Linked DNA regions of Mus musculus: region 1 is linked to region 2. A link is a contact called in public Hi-C data. All regions are on one chromosome and are shown on one strand. Each heading gives the region's core, a stretch centred on a gene start, on an enhancer-like site or on the middle of the called end of the contact. The rest is flanking DNA. Distances are from core to core; before and after follow the strand shown.

Region 1 (6,982 bases), core at 2,430-4,929, 71 kb after region 2:
CTGTTACAGAGACACTCTAAGCAGCCAGAGCACAGGCTTTGCCATGCTTGTATTTGATGCACATATATTTTCCCAATTATCTATAGTTGGTAAATTTTTAAAGAAAACAGCTGGGCGTGGTGGTGCATGCCTTTAATCCCAGCACTTGGGAGGCAGAGGCAGAGGCAGGCGGATTTCTGAGTTCGAGGCCAGCCTGGTCTACAGAGTGAGTTCCAGGACAGCCAGGGCTACACAGAGAAACCCTGCCTCGAAAAAAAAAAACAAAAAAAAAAAAACAAAAAAAAAAAAAAAAAAGGAAGAAAGAAAGAAAGAAAGAAAAGAAAACAGAGAGAGGCTGGAGAGATGGCTCGGCATTTAAGAGCACTGACTGCTCTTCCAGGTCCTGAGTTCAGTTCCCAGCAATGGAATGAACATGGTGGTTCACAACCATCTGGAATGGGATTCGATGCCCTCTTCTGGTGTGTCTGAAGATAGCAATAGTGTACTCGTATACATAAAATAAATAAATCTTTTTTTAAAAAAGGAGAATGGGAGGAAAGGAAGCATGCACAAATGTACACACATGCACATACAATTTTTGTCATGCTGAACATTTTATATATAAAACATAGATACTTATTAAGGAAGCACTCTGTAAAACTGTCCCAAGCTAAGTGACCTACCAAATATGAAAATACTTAACTTCCTTCCTTGCTATTTGTAGGAATCTTTGTCTTCATCAACAAGCATTTGTTATGCAGCTACCATGCTCTAGATCCCGTGTCTGCAGACACCCCGGTAGTAGTAATAAAGACACAATTATTCAGCCGGAGAGATTGAGTACTGTCCTGGCCCAAGGCCTGAGTTTGGTTTCTAATAGCCATGTTGGGTAGACTACAACCACCTGTGACCCCAGGACTGATAGACCTCAGAGTGCTGTGACCTCTGGCACCTGTACTCATAGTATGCGTACACACCAAAGTATATACATATGCACATACACATACAAAATTTAAAATCAGTAAGTAATTTTAAAAGGTATAACTAGTGAAGTTCTTCCGCACAGTACTAGAAAAAGCAGGCTAAGGGCCACCAAGCCACACCTCTCGTTGACTACCCTTCAAAAATCCTTTCAGAATGTCAGTACCTCCAAATGCAACTACAAGCAGACAGTGTTATGAAAAACATCTGCTATCAGTACATTCCTACAGAATTAAATTCTTGTCTGTGGGGCACGTGTGCGATCATATGATTTGCCTCTAGCTCAGGAAGTATGCGGAGAAAGGCAAAAAAAGCATGGAGAGCCAATGAGAGGCCATGCCATCCTGTGCTCTGGAGTGGTATCCACAGAAGGCCCTGGCACAAGAAATAAGCTCATGTTGAAAGCTGGCAATTTGAGGGTGGGTGCTGCAAGACTGCTTAGCAACCGCCGAATCAAAACAACGTAGAAAAGATAGAAGCTGACTCTGAAGTCCCCAGGTAATGGGCTTACACTCCGGTCTCCAAAGCCTGGGAAGGTCCCTTTGCTGAACTCTGGGCATGTGGAAGCTCAAGCAGGCCAGTAGCATGATGGGACCTCAGAACAAACCCTGGACTCATGGCCCCAAGGGGAACACTGAGAGCAGTGCAGAGGAGCGCTGCCCAGAGTGCGACAGTCTCATCTACCTTCCCATGGTGGGGACAAAAGTCCACAAAAGCAACCTTAGGAAGGAAGGGTTTATGCCAAATTAGGTTCGAGGTGTACAACTGAGATGAATTTCACATAAACAATAACCAAAAATTAAAATTGAAATTGACTTGGGACTCATGCCAGACTCCACTACAGCTCAGCGGCGGCAGTCTTGTGTGCCAGTAAAAGAGGTAGGTAGCACTGAGTCATGGTGTAGACAGCTTACTAAAGAACAAAGCAACAACACAATGTGAAAACACATGCATGCAGCCTAGGGCAGCATGGTTAGGCACACAAAGAACAAACCAGTCATATATCTACATTATATAGGTACACAGATGTGCTGCCTTGGAATTCAGGAAGCACTTAAAAATAGTAAAAATAACATGGTATAATCTCATAAGCTTCCTAATTATAGGATAAAACTCTAGACTGCAATTCAGAAATAAAGAAAGCATAATCTTGGTGTATTAGTCAGGGTTCTCTAGAGTCACAGAATTTATGGAATATCTCTACATTGAGGGAATTTACTGTGATAACTTACAGTCTGTAGTCCAACTAACCCAACAGTGGTCAGCTGTGAATGGAAATCCAAGAATCTAGTAGTTGCTCAGTCCCACAAGGCTGGTTGTTTCAGCTGGCCGTCTTCTATAGAAGTAGATTCCAACAGATGTGCTAGCAAGCAAGTGAAGAGAGAGCCTTTCTTCTTCCAAAGCCCTTACGCAGGCCTCCAGCAGAAGGTGTGGCCCAGATTAAAGGTGTGTACCACCATACCTAGATCTGGGATTTGCTTTGTCCTAGAGGCTGGTTTGCCTTAGTCTCCTTGGATTAAAGGTGTGTACTACCTTGCCTGGGCCGAAGCTTTCATGGCAACCTGCTTCAATCTGGATCTTGAGAAAAAAGCATGTGCCATCCTATGTCAAGATCCGGGTCACAAACCTGTGTCTTGCAGCCCCAAGACCTGGACCACAGGTGTGCCCTCCATTTCTAGATTGTGGTTCATTCCACTTGTAGTCAAGTTGACAACCAAGAACAGTCATCACACTTGGGCAGAAAATATTTAAAATTATTCATGCTTGTCTGTTTGGGTTAGAAATTGCCACATGGGCTGGGCGTAGTGGCGCACGCCTTTAATCCCAGCATGCAGGAGGCAAAGGCAGGTGGATATCTGAGTTCGAGGCCAGTCTGGTCTACAGAGTACAGAGTGAGTTCCAGGACAGCCAGGGCTACACAGAGAAACCCTGTCTCGCAAAACCAAAAAAAAAAAAAAAAAAAAGAAATTGCCACATTATCAATGGACTTATGAAACAAAGTATTGACGGCACTCAAATTAAAAATGCTCTAGTGCTCTCTTTTATATTCTTAGATTAAGGCTTTGAGTGTAAATGAACTTCTGAACTCTGTCAACCAAGAAAAACGGTCTGAAAGCAGACCCCCCACTGATGCTCAAGATGGAGAAGCTGAGCCTGAAGGTGTAGTTCTGTGGTGGAAGGCTTGCCCAGCAAGTGCTGATTAAACCAGGAACAGGACCCAAAGGTAACCTGTGCTACTCTCACATAGTAAGAGAGGAGGTGCTGGCGAGGTACCAGGCTGATGCCAGGCTTCACAGACTGGCATCTACCGGAAGGAGTGGTAAACCACGTGATCATGTGACATACAGAGAACTAATGCAAAGAACAGATATGATAACAAGGTGGACGACTAGTCATTTCCACGATCTGAGAGGCCAGGAAAAGCAGAGAAGACGTTAGGAGTAGTTTCTGAGATGTTCTGGAGAAGTTTCAGCCAATGCAAAGACCCCAAGAAGCCAGCTCCAGAGACAAAGGCCATTTGGCTGACACAAGCAAAGTAGACAAGGGGCTGCAGAGAGAAGCCAGACAAACACAGACCTCAGTCTTTATTTGAGGTGTAACGAAAACCTCTAAGATGATTTAAGAAGGGAATGCCACCACCATTTACAGTGCAGAAGCTGCTCTATTGACAAGAGGAGCTGGGGGAATCCCCGAGGAGACCTCAGCAGATAGATGCTACTGTGGTGCCTAGGACCGATGTCTTAGAAAGATGAGCTTCAGCAGAAAGACTGCAAGACTGCTTACATGCATGGTAGCATTGACACAGTGTGAGAGGGAGGGAGAGAGAGAGAGAGACAGAGAGACAGAGAGACATTCAGAAAGAAGGGATAGCCATAAAGGCATGGCATGGTAGCTAGTCCATGCCTGCAGTCATAATATTCAGGAGCCTGAAGCAGGAGGATCTGGAGGTCAAGATGCTCTTCAGCTGCACACTGAGCTAGAGGCCAGCCTGGACTAGATAAAGTTTCCAAAAAACAAACCAAACAAACAAAACAATGGTCATAATGGTGCCAGTGGGCGATGGCAGCCCACTTCCTAGGGGGCACGGATTAGGGATTCACAAGTTCTGCCTGTGAATTAGGTTGTGTTTGGTCCCAAGAGCTGCAGTGACGTCCCTACACTTGCCCTCTCTCCGTCCTGTTTCTCCCCCATGGCTTTCTCAGGATTCCCAGCATCCCTTAGAGCTTACTTATTTCGACCTTCACCTGAACCTGCTGGTTTACAGAGCTTGATAAATTAAAGATAATGGAACACTGAAACATGTAAGCTATATTCACTCCTAATAAACTTACTTGCTTATACTAGCATAAATTAGAGATGGCTTAAAGATTTCATTGGGAGAAAAAACGAAGCTATTGGAGTGTAGTAAAAGAAAGTCCAGGTTAATAATATCTATAAAATCTTGGAGTGAGAATATTCTTGGTTCTTTTAGCACCAAGGCAAGAGTCATAAAAATGGAAAATAATGGTGTTATTAGGTGTGGGAATATAAATCCACTTACCACTGTATTTAAACAAGTAAGGGGGTTTTGTTGTTCTGAAATGGAGTCTCACTACATAGTGTAAGCTAATGTTAAACTTAAGTAAACCCACGTCGACCTCCTGCATTGGCCTCCCACACAGCTTGGGAAACAGGCACATGCCATCATAGTGAGTGATTCACGAATTTTAAAAAATAAAATTTTTTGAATATTTGAAGCATGTATCATAAGAATTAATATTTTTAAACATAAGAAGCTCATAAGTTTAAAAACAAAAAAGGTTAACTACCTAAAACGTGATAAGAGCAGAAATTCAAAAAATATGTAAGTAACACAGGAGTTGGGGGGAAGTTTCAAAATTACATGATATTAAAATATATTGCAAGAAAAAATGATGCTCTAATCCTCAAGAGTCAGGGCGCTGGATCTCAGTGGAGATATGGGATGAGACTCACTCGGAAATGGACTACGGGAGGGAAATGGCGCCGCCCATGCTGATGCCCTCACCACCTGCTTTTAATTTGCTGAGTTAGGAAAAACTTCATTTTCTAACATAACATACAGGGTGAAAATCACCCAAAATGTAACTGAAAAGTACTGCCAAGACATACAGTGTGTTTAGAGGAGCCACATCCTCTCGTGCAGAACACACTCAGGGTCCTTTCAACACTGCGCATACAGCCCTTCTTTCCCTCTAATCTAGCAGAGGCACAGAACTGTGAGGCTACACTGTCTCTAAATCTGACGTCTCCATGGCCAGGACCATCACTGTCTGTCTGCTCATACAGTATCACCATCAAAAGGAATTCCTTCTTTTCAGATTCCAAAGCCAACTCTTTACAGTTCTATTGCTGTTGGGGAAAACAAAGAGATTCTTCCCCTAAGCACAGTGTCCTCTTCATATTATTATGTCTAGTCTCTTCCACACCAGCCTAGGGGTTCTCAAAATCTGGTGCCCAGAGCAAAAGTACTAATGTTAATAGAGAACTTTCCAGAAGTGCAAACTCTTGGGTCCCATTATAGGTCCAGCGGATGGATCCTGCTGGTGTCTGAGAGCACCTGTTCAATCCACAGGCCTTGCTCCGGCCTTCCAAGTCCAGAAAGTTTCCCAACATGCAAATCACATTTTACAGTCTTTTCCCAAAATTCCAACAATAACACGGTAATTCATTCAAAGAGGCTGAGCCACAGAACCTTGAACAGCTGAAAAACTTCTGAAACAAGAACAAAAGCACAGAGAAGCAGCATCATACCTCAGTGGTGTCGGAGAGTTAGAGCCAGTGCGTCCTAGAGCCATGGCTTCAGGCCTTCAGCAGCTCCGGAGGCATCCCAACACATCTGGCTTCCTCAGACACTAGCTACAGAGCTATGTAATTACAGTCAAAGGCAGGGCTACACAACCAAACATTCAACCAACAAGATTCCTGACTAATGACAAGGTGCCGGCTGTATCTAGGGAGAAGTACAACAATCAGGTGTGAAAGACACTTCAGAAATAGTTCATTTTTCATAAGTGAGCCCACTTAGGGCTAGGTCTGCTGAGGTTTGCTGTGCTCACTCACATAGTTCTTTACACAGGGTGAGTTATCCTAGAACTAAAATACAGCCATGATAAACATGAAGCAAAGTGTATTTGCTGTCCAACACCAAAAATGCCAACCGCAAACGTGTCACATTTGTTTGCTAAAAAGCACTGGTGATGAGCAACTGAGATAGATGTGCATGCTTGCCTCAGTCTGCGGCCACTTGCAGACAGGAACAGGTGCATTAGTTAGTGCTGTGTGCACGGACCACACACCCGACAGAAGCATCTCTCCGTGAGAGTTTAGCTGTCGTGCAGGGGAAGCACGATGGTGGAAGCTCTCAGCATGGCAACAAGACCACCAAGTGGTGGGCGGGTCTTCACTTGTGGCAGACCAGCGTCCCGGAACTGGGGTGGCCAAATCTTCAGAGGCCCACCCTTCCTAGTGTATTAGAGTGAGATCCCCCACCTCCTAAGGGGCTCCAAGGTCTTCAAGCTAGTACCACAAACTCCCACCTAGGTATTAAATTAGGAGCCTGGGAACATTTCAGACTTAAATTCTGGCAAGGGAACAGACAGGGATCACCCTACAGCAGATACTGTTTCTCTAAAGCACGTGACAAGAGAATAATTAAGGCTTTGAATGGCCCGGCCACTTTTTCAAGGCCATTAAACTCCCTCCAAGTCCACACTCTATCCACACACTCCCATCTAGCACCACAGTTTTTCTTTTGTTTGTTCTACAGAATTAAAATATATGCTAAGCCTGGTGGCTAAGTCTGGTGGCGCACACCTTTGCCCCCAACACTTGGGAGACAGACAGATTCCAATCTCTGTGATTTCAAGGCCAGAGAAGGCTATATAGTAAAATCCTGTGCTCAAAAAAAAACCAAAAAAAACCAAAAAACCCATACATACATACATACATACATACACACACACATACACACACACACACACACGCATGGCGCCCGCAAGTA
Region 2 (6,957 bases), core at 1,446-3,945:
TCCAGACGATCACTGGAGTGGCAGGGAAATTTCAGTTAAAACAGAAAAGCACCTGGGTAACCCTCAGTGAACACAGAGAAGAGAGCACGTTGGGCCTGGCTTTGGATGTGACATGTTTATAAATAGGCAAAAAAAAGAAAGGTGTGAAAGGTGGGCAGGGGCAGGGGCAGGGCCCTAACACAGGCTACCTTACAGACCTCAGAGAAAGCAAGCACAACTGGAGGGGCAGCGGGCACCACGACAGCCTTCACACAGAGGCCCTGAACCACTGCTCACAAGCCAAGCAAAGGGGAGGCGGCCCAGCACCCAGGAGTCACCTTCAGCTGGTTGTTGAAAACATCAATCTCCTGCAGCTTTGACCTGGTCTCTCTCTCCACCTCGTCCAGCTGCTCCCGGAGCTGCTGCCGGGCCAGCTCCTTTGCTTCCAAGGCTCTTTTGAGGGTAAGAAGCGAGTCTCCTATTTCAGAAGAGGACACAAGTTAGGAGAACTTTAGCTAACAGTGTGGAACATGGTCAACTTTCATGTTTATGAAGGGAATTCTTGCTGATAAGGGGGGTGGGGAGGGAGGGACGGAGGGAGGGAGGGAGGAGGGGAGCACTACTCAGGGATAAAACAAATGCCTGAACAAAAGTCACCTCTTCCAGCATTCGGGATGTGTACCAACAGAACAAACAAAACATGCAAATCAATAAGACACCTACTATGCAAACTGTTCTGCTGGACTTGTTTTAACTGGTCACTGAGTATCTGTTTCTCTGGAATAAGTCTTCCAAGCATTTGCTGAGATTCCTAGGGGAGAGGGAAGGAAACAGCAGGTGAGTGAGTGACCCTGAGATCCCAGGGTCCTTCCCTGTCACTTCCCACCTCACCTGCATCTTTTGCACATTGCCCCGCCACGCCTTTGGTTCTGCTTACGAGGGTGGGTGTGACATACATGAAATGAAAGAAACTCCCACTCTCTTAACTGCAGAGATGCAGCACAAAGGCCACAAGCTGGCTGCAGGTTAGCATGGTGGGGTCAGGTGGGGGTCAGCCTCAGCTGGCTCTGCTCTGCATGTGGCACTCACTAGCTTCAACCGAGGCTGACTGCATGCCTAACGTTAGACACACAACTCAGAAGGACATTTGTCACATCTAGAATCCTAAATGCTACTCATGTTTTGCCATCACAAAGGAATTTTAAACTTAAGAGTCCTGAATTACCCTCTTTTTCTGTCCTCCCCCCTTTTTAATTTAGCACAGAAAAAAGTTGAAACCAAACTACATAAGGGAGACTATTTGGAATTTCTGTGGTAATGTGCCAAGCACAGTATTTGTTGACTTTCAGCTGTAATGATCTGGTAGTCACTTTAGTAAACTGGCAGCCTTGCTGGCTTACTTGACATTTATTTTTACCTTAGTGGGGAAAAATGACTCTTGTGAGAAAATAAAATGCCTTAAGAATTTCCTGTAGAGGCCCAGATCCAGTCTCTCTGGCACCCACTTGTAGACACACATTGGCATTTGCAGAATGAACTGTGCTAGGCCTGCACGGTAGGAGGTTAACTCAATAGAGGGATTCAGGGACCTCTTAGGCCTCTGAGTGACCCACAGCAGACTTTCACAAAACAAAACACACAGCAGACCTTTGTCCTGGAAAGCAAAGCCTACTCAGTGCTTTCAAGCCCCATCAGGAGGAACCTGCGCCATTTTCCACCCACTGAGATGTCCCCCATGGAAAGGGCTCTTTAAAAAGCATAGCCCAGGCTGGGCATGACTCAGAGGTTAAGAGCAGGGCTGTTTTCACAAAGGACCAGCAAAGGATTCAGCACTCCTCCATAGCCATGCATTCATGGGCACAGATCCACATACAGACACAGAGAGTTACAAACACACAGACACACACAAACACAGAGACTTACAAACGCACAGACACACACCCAGACACAGATACAGAGACAAACAAACACACAGACACAAATCTAGACACACAGAGATACAGAGACACACAGACACACAGAAGAAGTAAAGTAAATCTTTAAAAAAACTTTAGCTTCAAGTTTCTCCAATAGGTCACGTCAATACCAAATGTGCCGGGACTGACTACAAAGGCAGAGCGCCAATGCACAGGAGGAGCAACAGCAGCCAGCCTCACTGTCTGTGTGCTTCTCTTCCTCAGAGCATAGCTGCGGTCACCTCACCAGTAATCCAGGACCTGCACCTACCAATGACGAACACTCTTGTGTTTGGTACCAAATGTGTTCAGTCATAAAACACTCAGTCACAATAATGGCATACTGAGCACACGATCTTTACTCTCAATCTCTTTGGGTATTATTTGCCCAGATTTCTGAGTAACAATTCTAAAAGCTACAAGGGCCCACCACTAGGCAGAGGCAAGTGGATCTCTTTGAGTTCAAGGCCAACCAGAGCTAGAGTGAGACTCCAAACAAACAAACAAACAAACAAATAAAATAAAAGGAGCTACAATACAGAAGAACATACTTCAAAAAAAGTAAACATAGTTTTTAACACTTGAAAACGACTTCTGGCCATGAACTTCTCATCCTGGTTACTTTCCGTGATCACAGCCTCAATCTCAAACCGATGCTACTTTCAAGTACAGGAAACCACAACAGACAGACGGGAAGGGAACCTCTTCTGAGGGAGGATGCGCCTCTCTGGGTGACCGCAGTGGTCACAGGGGGAGGAGTCTAACTCAGGAGTGTGTTTGCCTAGAGTGCAGGCAGAAGGAAGGCCTGTGTGTGGCCCCAGCACAGCCACCGCTGCAGAACGCACAGATCTGTAAGGAAGCTGGAACTCTACCATGAATCAGCTTGCTCTAACTGGCTAATTGGACACGCTAAGGTGAAAAAGAGTGCATATGTTTTTCAGGTGTATATGGGAATATTCACTAAGCTTATACTTGATCCAAAGTCTCAATCTATTTATAAGGACTAAATTCACACAAAATATTTTTCAGATAACATAAGTAAACAAGAAACAAATAAGTACTTAAAAATTAAACAATATAAGTCTTCTTAGAAATCAAAGAAATGACAAAAGTCAATAAATGAAAACATAATGTCAGGCTGGTGAGATGGCTCAGCAGGTAAGAGCATTGACTGCTCTTCTGAAGGTCCTGAGTTCTAATCCCAGCAACCACATGGTGGCTCACAACCACCCATAATGAAATCTGATAACCTCTTCTGGTGTGTCTGAAGATAGCTACAGTGTACTTATGAATAATAATAAATAAATCTTAAAAAAAAAAGAAAACATAATGTCTAAAATCTAATGGAATGTAGCTATGGCTGTGGCAATGATATTTATAACTCAAAATATTTAAATCAGAAACAAATTAAGGCCTAAATTAAATTATCTAAGCCTTCTGCTAATAAATTGTGAAAAATAAAATTAAACTCTAAATAAGTAAATGGAAACAAAAACAATAAAGAAAAGTACTTAAGCTGATGGAATATAACAAAAACACATCACAGAGAAAAATCAATATAGACAAGAGCTTGTTTGAAAAATATTAATAAAGCCAGAGATGGTGGCACACACACACCTTTAGTCCCAGCACTCTGGAGGCAGGGCAGGCAGATCTCGAGTTTGAGGCCAGCCTGAGCTATAGAGCCAGTACCTGGAACAGCCAAAGATCCAGAGTGAAACTCTGTCTAGAACCAAACCAAACCAAACCAAAAGAAGAAAGGGAGGGAGGGAGGGAAGAAAACAATAAGACCAATAAACTTCCTGATTGGTGGATGGATGGAGGAAGGCACAAGCAGGGAGGCAGGAAGGAGAGCAGGGAGGCAGGAGGAGGGAGAGAGCAGGGAGGCAGGAGGAGGGAGAGAGCAGGGAAGCAGGAGGAGGGAGAGAGCAGGGAGGCAGGAGGAGGGAGAGCAGGGAGGCAGGAGGAGGGAGAGAGCAGGGAGGCTGGGGAGGGAGAGCAGGGAGGCAGGAGGAGGGAGAGCAGGGAGGCAGGAGGAGGGAGAGAGCAGGGAGGCAGGAAGGAGAGCAGGGAGGCAGGAGGAGGGAGAGCAGGGAGGCAGGAGGAGGGAGAGCAGGGAGGCAGGAGGAGGGAGAGAAGGGAGGCAGGAGGAGGGAGAGAGCAGGGAGGCAGGAGGAGGGAGAGCAGGGAGGCAGGAGGAGGGAGAGAGCAGGGAGGCAGGAGGAGGGAGAGCAGGGAGGCAGGAGGAGGGAGAGAGCAGGGAGGCAGGAGGAGGGAGAGCAGGGAGGCAGGAGGAGGGAGAGCAGGGAGGAGCTGAGCCAGTGGAAGAGAGTACGAGGCAATGGTAGCCACAAAGAAAGAAGACAGACACAACACTACAGATGTTACAGACTGACAACTCTATGAATATATTTTGATCATTTAGATGATTGAGCAAACTAATTAAATATACATTATTGAGAAGGCTCAAGAAGAAACTGGAAGTTTTTTCCCTTTTCTTGGTTTCCAAGCAGGGTTTCTCTGTGTAGCCCTGGTTGTCCAGGACCTTGCTCTGTAGACCAGGCTGGCCTCCAACCTGCCTCTGCCTCTCTAGTGCTGAGATTAAAGGACTGTGCCATTGCCCAGCTTGAATGGGTTTTCAATTAACAAGTCCTGCAACAAAGAAAGCCCAGAGCCTTCACTACTAATTGTCACCAAATGTTTCAACATCAACATTTCTAGGATGTAGGAAGAAGAAAATTCAGTACCAATTTATGTTCTGAGGCCTGTATTAACCTGATACCAAAACTATATGAGGGCATTCACAAGAAAATGGCCAATCAATTTCCATGAATGTGCATGATAAACCCCTGATAAAACAATAGCAAATAGAACCTAAGAAAATGTTTATAAATTATACACTGTGACTAAGTGTGCTTGGTCAGGAATGGACCCCTATTCAAATGTTCAAAATTCAATCACTATGAATTACCCTATTGACAAAATAGAGGGAAGAAACCTCTGTCACCTCAATAGATGTCAAACAAAACAAGGGCCCAACTAGCCACCTATCCATGACTAAAGCCCAAGATGAGCCCTTACATTTTATATAACATATATACAGAAAGAATATATATATATATATACACACATATATAAAATATACATATCATATGTATATAACAATATATATACTAGAGATCCTGTTCAATGTAGTAAGATTGAAAACAAAAGAAGAAAGGAAAGCACACACCAAAAAGGAAGATATCCCGGCTAGAGAAGGAAGACCTTAAAGATTACATGGGTACTCAAAGGCCCTGCTGCAATGTGAAGTAACCCAAGACGAGGTCATATAATCTGATAGTGTTAAAATGACTCGTCTTGTCAGACTAAGCTATCAATGCAATGAAATTTCAACATAAGTGTGTGTGTGTGTATGTGTGTGCTTAATTTTAAAACAAATCCCGAGAAGCTATTCCTACATTTGGAAATGTAAAGGATTGCGTAAGATAACGTTCAATTAACTTTCAGCAGCTACCAAGGAACTTCAAGGGGAGTTTTCAGACAATGGTGCCAAGCGTCTGTCTACATGGAAAGATCAGTCTCAACCCTCATCTTCACCTGCAAGGACTGTCAACTCGAAGTGGATTCGGACCCAAGCACAATGACAGCTCAAAGGCAGCACAGAGGATACACTTATCTCATAATTTCTTAGAACCAAAGGACAATTAGCAGACTGGACCTTATCAAACATAAAACATCTGCCCTTAGAAAAACATCACAAAATGATTAGGCAAGTGGGCCTGCAGGCGCACACTTGTGAACCAGCACTTGGAGAGCAGAGGCCCCGGGCACAAAGCAGGCCTGGCCTACAGAGTTTCAGACCAGCCAGGGATACAGGGCAAGATCCTGGCAAGATCCTATCTCAAACACCAACCAACCAAAACAGCACAAGCGAAGAGCGAAAGTGAAATCTGGGGCTGAAAATGCCATACATCAGTGAAACAAGTCATCTGGCTTGCTGATAGGAAAACCTGTAAGGAACTCAACATTCTTCAACCCAATCAAAATGGACCAAAGGTCTGCTCAAACCCTTCAACAAAACACACGGAAAACGGCAAACCAAAGCCACAGTGCTACGTCCCCACCCGAAGGGGTAAAGCTCAAAGGATCAGATGCTGGTGACACCACTCACCTAGAGAGTAAATGTGCAAACACCACCGAAGGTTGCTCACCAAACTTAGGAGTAGCAATTCACAGTGAAAAGTTTGCCCAAGGGCAACAAAACATTTCCAAACGAGACCTGCACACAAATTCTCCCAAACTGGAGCCAGCAGAATGGCTCAGCTGGTGAAGCCTCACCCAGTTGATGACCTGAACTCACATGGTAGGAGAGAAAACAACACCCTCGAGTTCACCTTTACATGCATGTTCCCTACATAAAAAGTAAAAATGTAGGAAAATGTTTTTAACTCCAAAACTGGGTAAATGGTGGAATGCTACCCTGGAGAGAGAAAGGAACCTACTCACTCAGCATGAATAAACCCTTTAGCCAACATGCCGAGAGGACGGGTCTGACACGGACAGACCACGGACAGTGCCAGCATCTAACAGGAAGGCAGCAAGATGAAGGCAGAGATGCTCCAGTGCTCCCCTGTACCCACCTAGTCAGCTAGCCCGCACTCTCACACACCTACAGAAACACTTGATCCACGAACTTACTGAAATTATCAAAGTAAGGCCAGCATCCCACTGAGGAACATCATGTCCCTTGAGACCTGGTTCCTACCTGCTTCAGCCAGTAGTCTTGGTTCTTGGTGCTATAACTTGCCTCCCATAGCCTGGGACACCCTTGGACAGTCACTGCTCTTCCCTTGTCTTGAGCTCGCTCCCCAGATATCCCCAGAGCTCGGCCCATGATTACTTTCAGATCTCCGCTCAAATGTTACCAAGATCACTCCGCCTGTCACCACCCAGCCTCTATGGCACTTTCCATATCCTACTGGTGCCAAGTTGATTCCTGATCTGAAACCCTGCCATCTAA

What was found. A called contact is a pair of places that touch in the nucleus more often than the background predicts.
Region 1: a Hi-C map of CD8 T cells shows a contact between it and region 2, with 1.9 times the contacts expected there. The contact joins two enhancer-like sites. A contact is called at or near these places in 7 of 484 Hi-C or Micro-C datasets (CD8 T cells, bone marrow-derived macrophages, cerebellum and 3 more), 6 of 115 datasets of contacts at active chromatin or transcription factors (embryonic fibroblasts, embryonic stem cells, heart atrium and 2 more) and 3 of 9 other capture datasets (adipose tissue, liver and pancreatic islet).

Annotation. Positions count from the first base shown.
Region 1 is chr16:91,751,443-91,758,424 of GRCm38.p6, reverse strand. All of the region lies in intron 1 of Itsn1 (intersectin 1 (SH3 domain protein 1A)), which reads right to left. Among named protein-coding and RNA genes, the nearest start is that of Itsn1, 26 kb to the right of the region's middle. Within about 2 kb of position 3,679, at least 19 of the 459 cell types and tissues checked have an H3K27ac peak or open chromatin away from gene starts, as enhancers often do. A contact at or near this core is called in CD8 T cells and memory CD8 T cells, where this site is marked.
Region 2 is chr16:91,821,694-91,828,650 of GRCm38.p6, reverse strand. Itsn1 (intersectin 1 (SH3 domain protein 1A)) reads right to left here. Exons shown (of 39, transcript NM_010587.2): 15 at 703-790; 16 at 318-457. Among named protein-coding and RNA genes, the nearest start is that of Gm52262, 79 kb to the left of the region's middle. Within about 2 kb of position 2,695, at least 99 of the 459 cell types and tissues checked have an H3K27ac peak or open chromatin away from gene starts, as enhancers often do. A contact at or near this core is called in CD8 T cells and memory CD8 T cells, where this site is marked.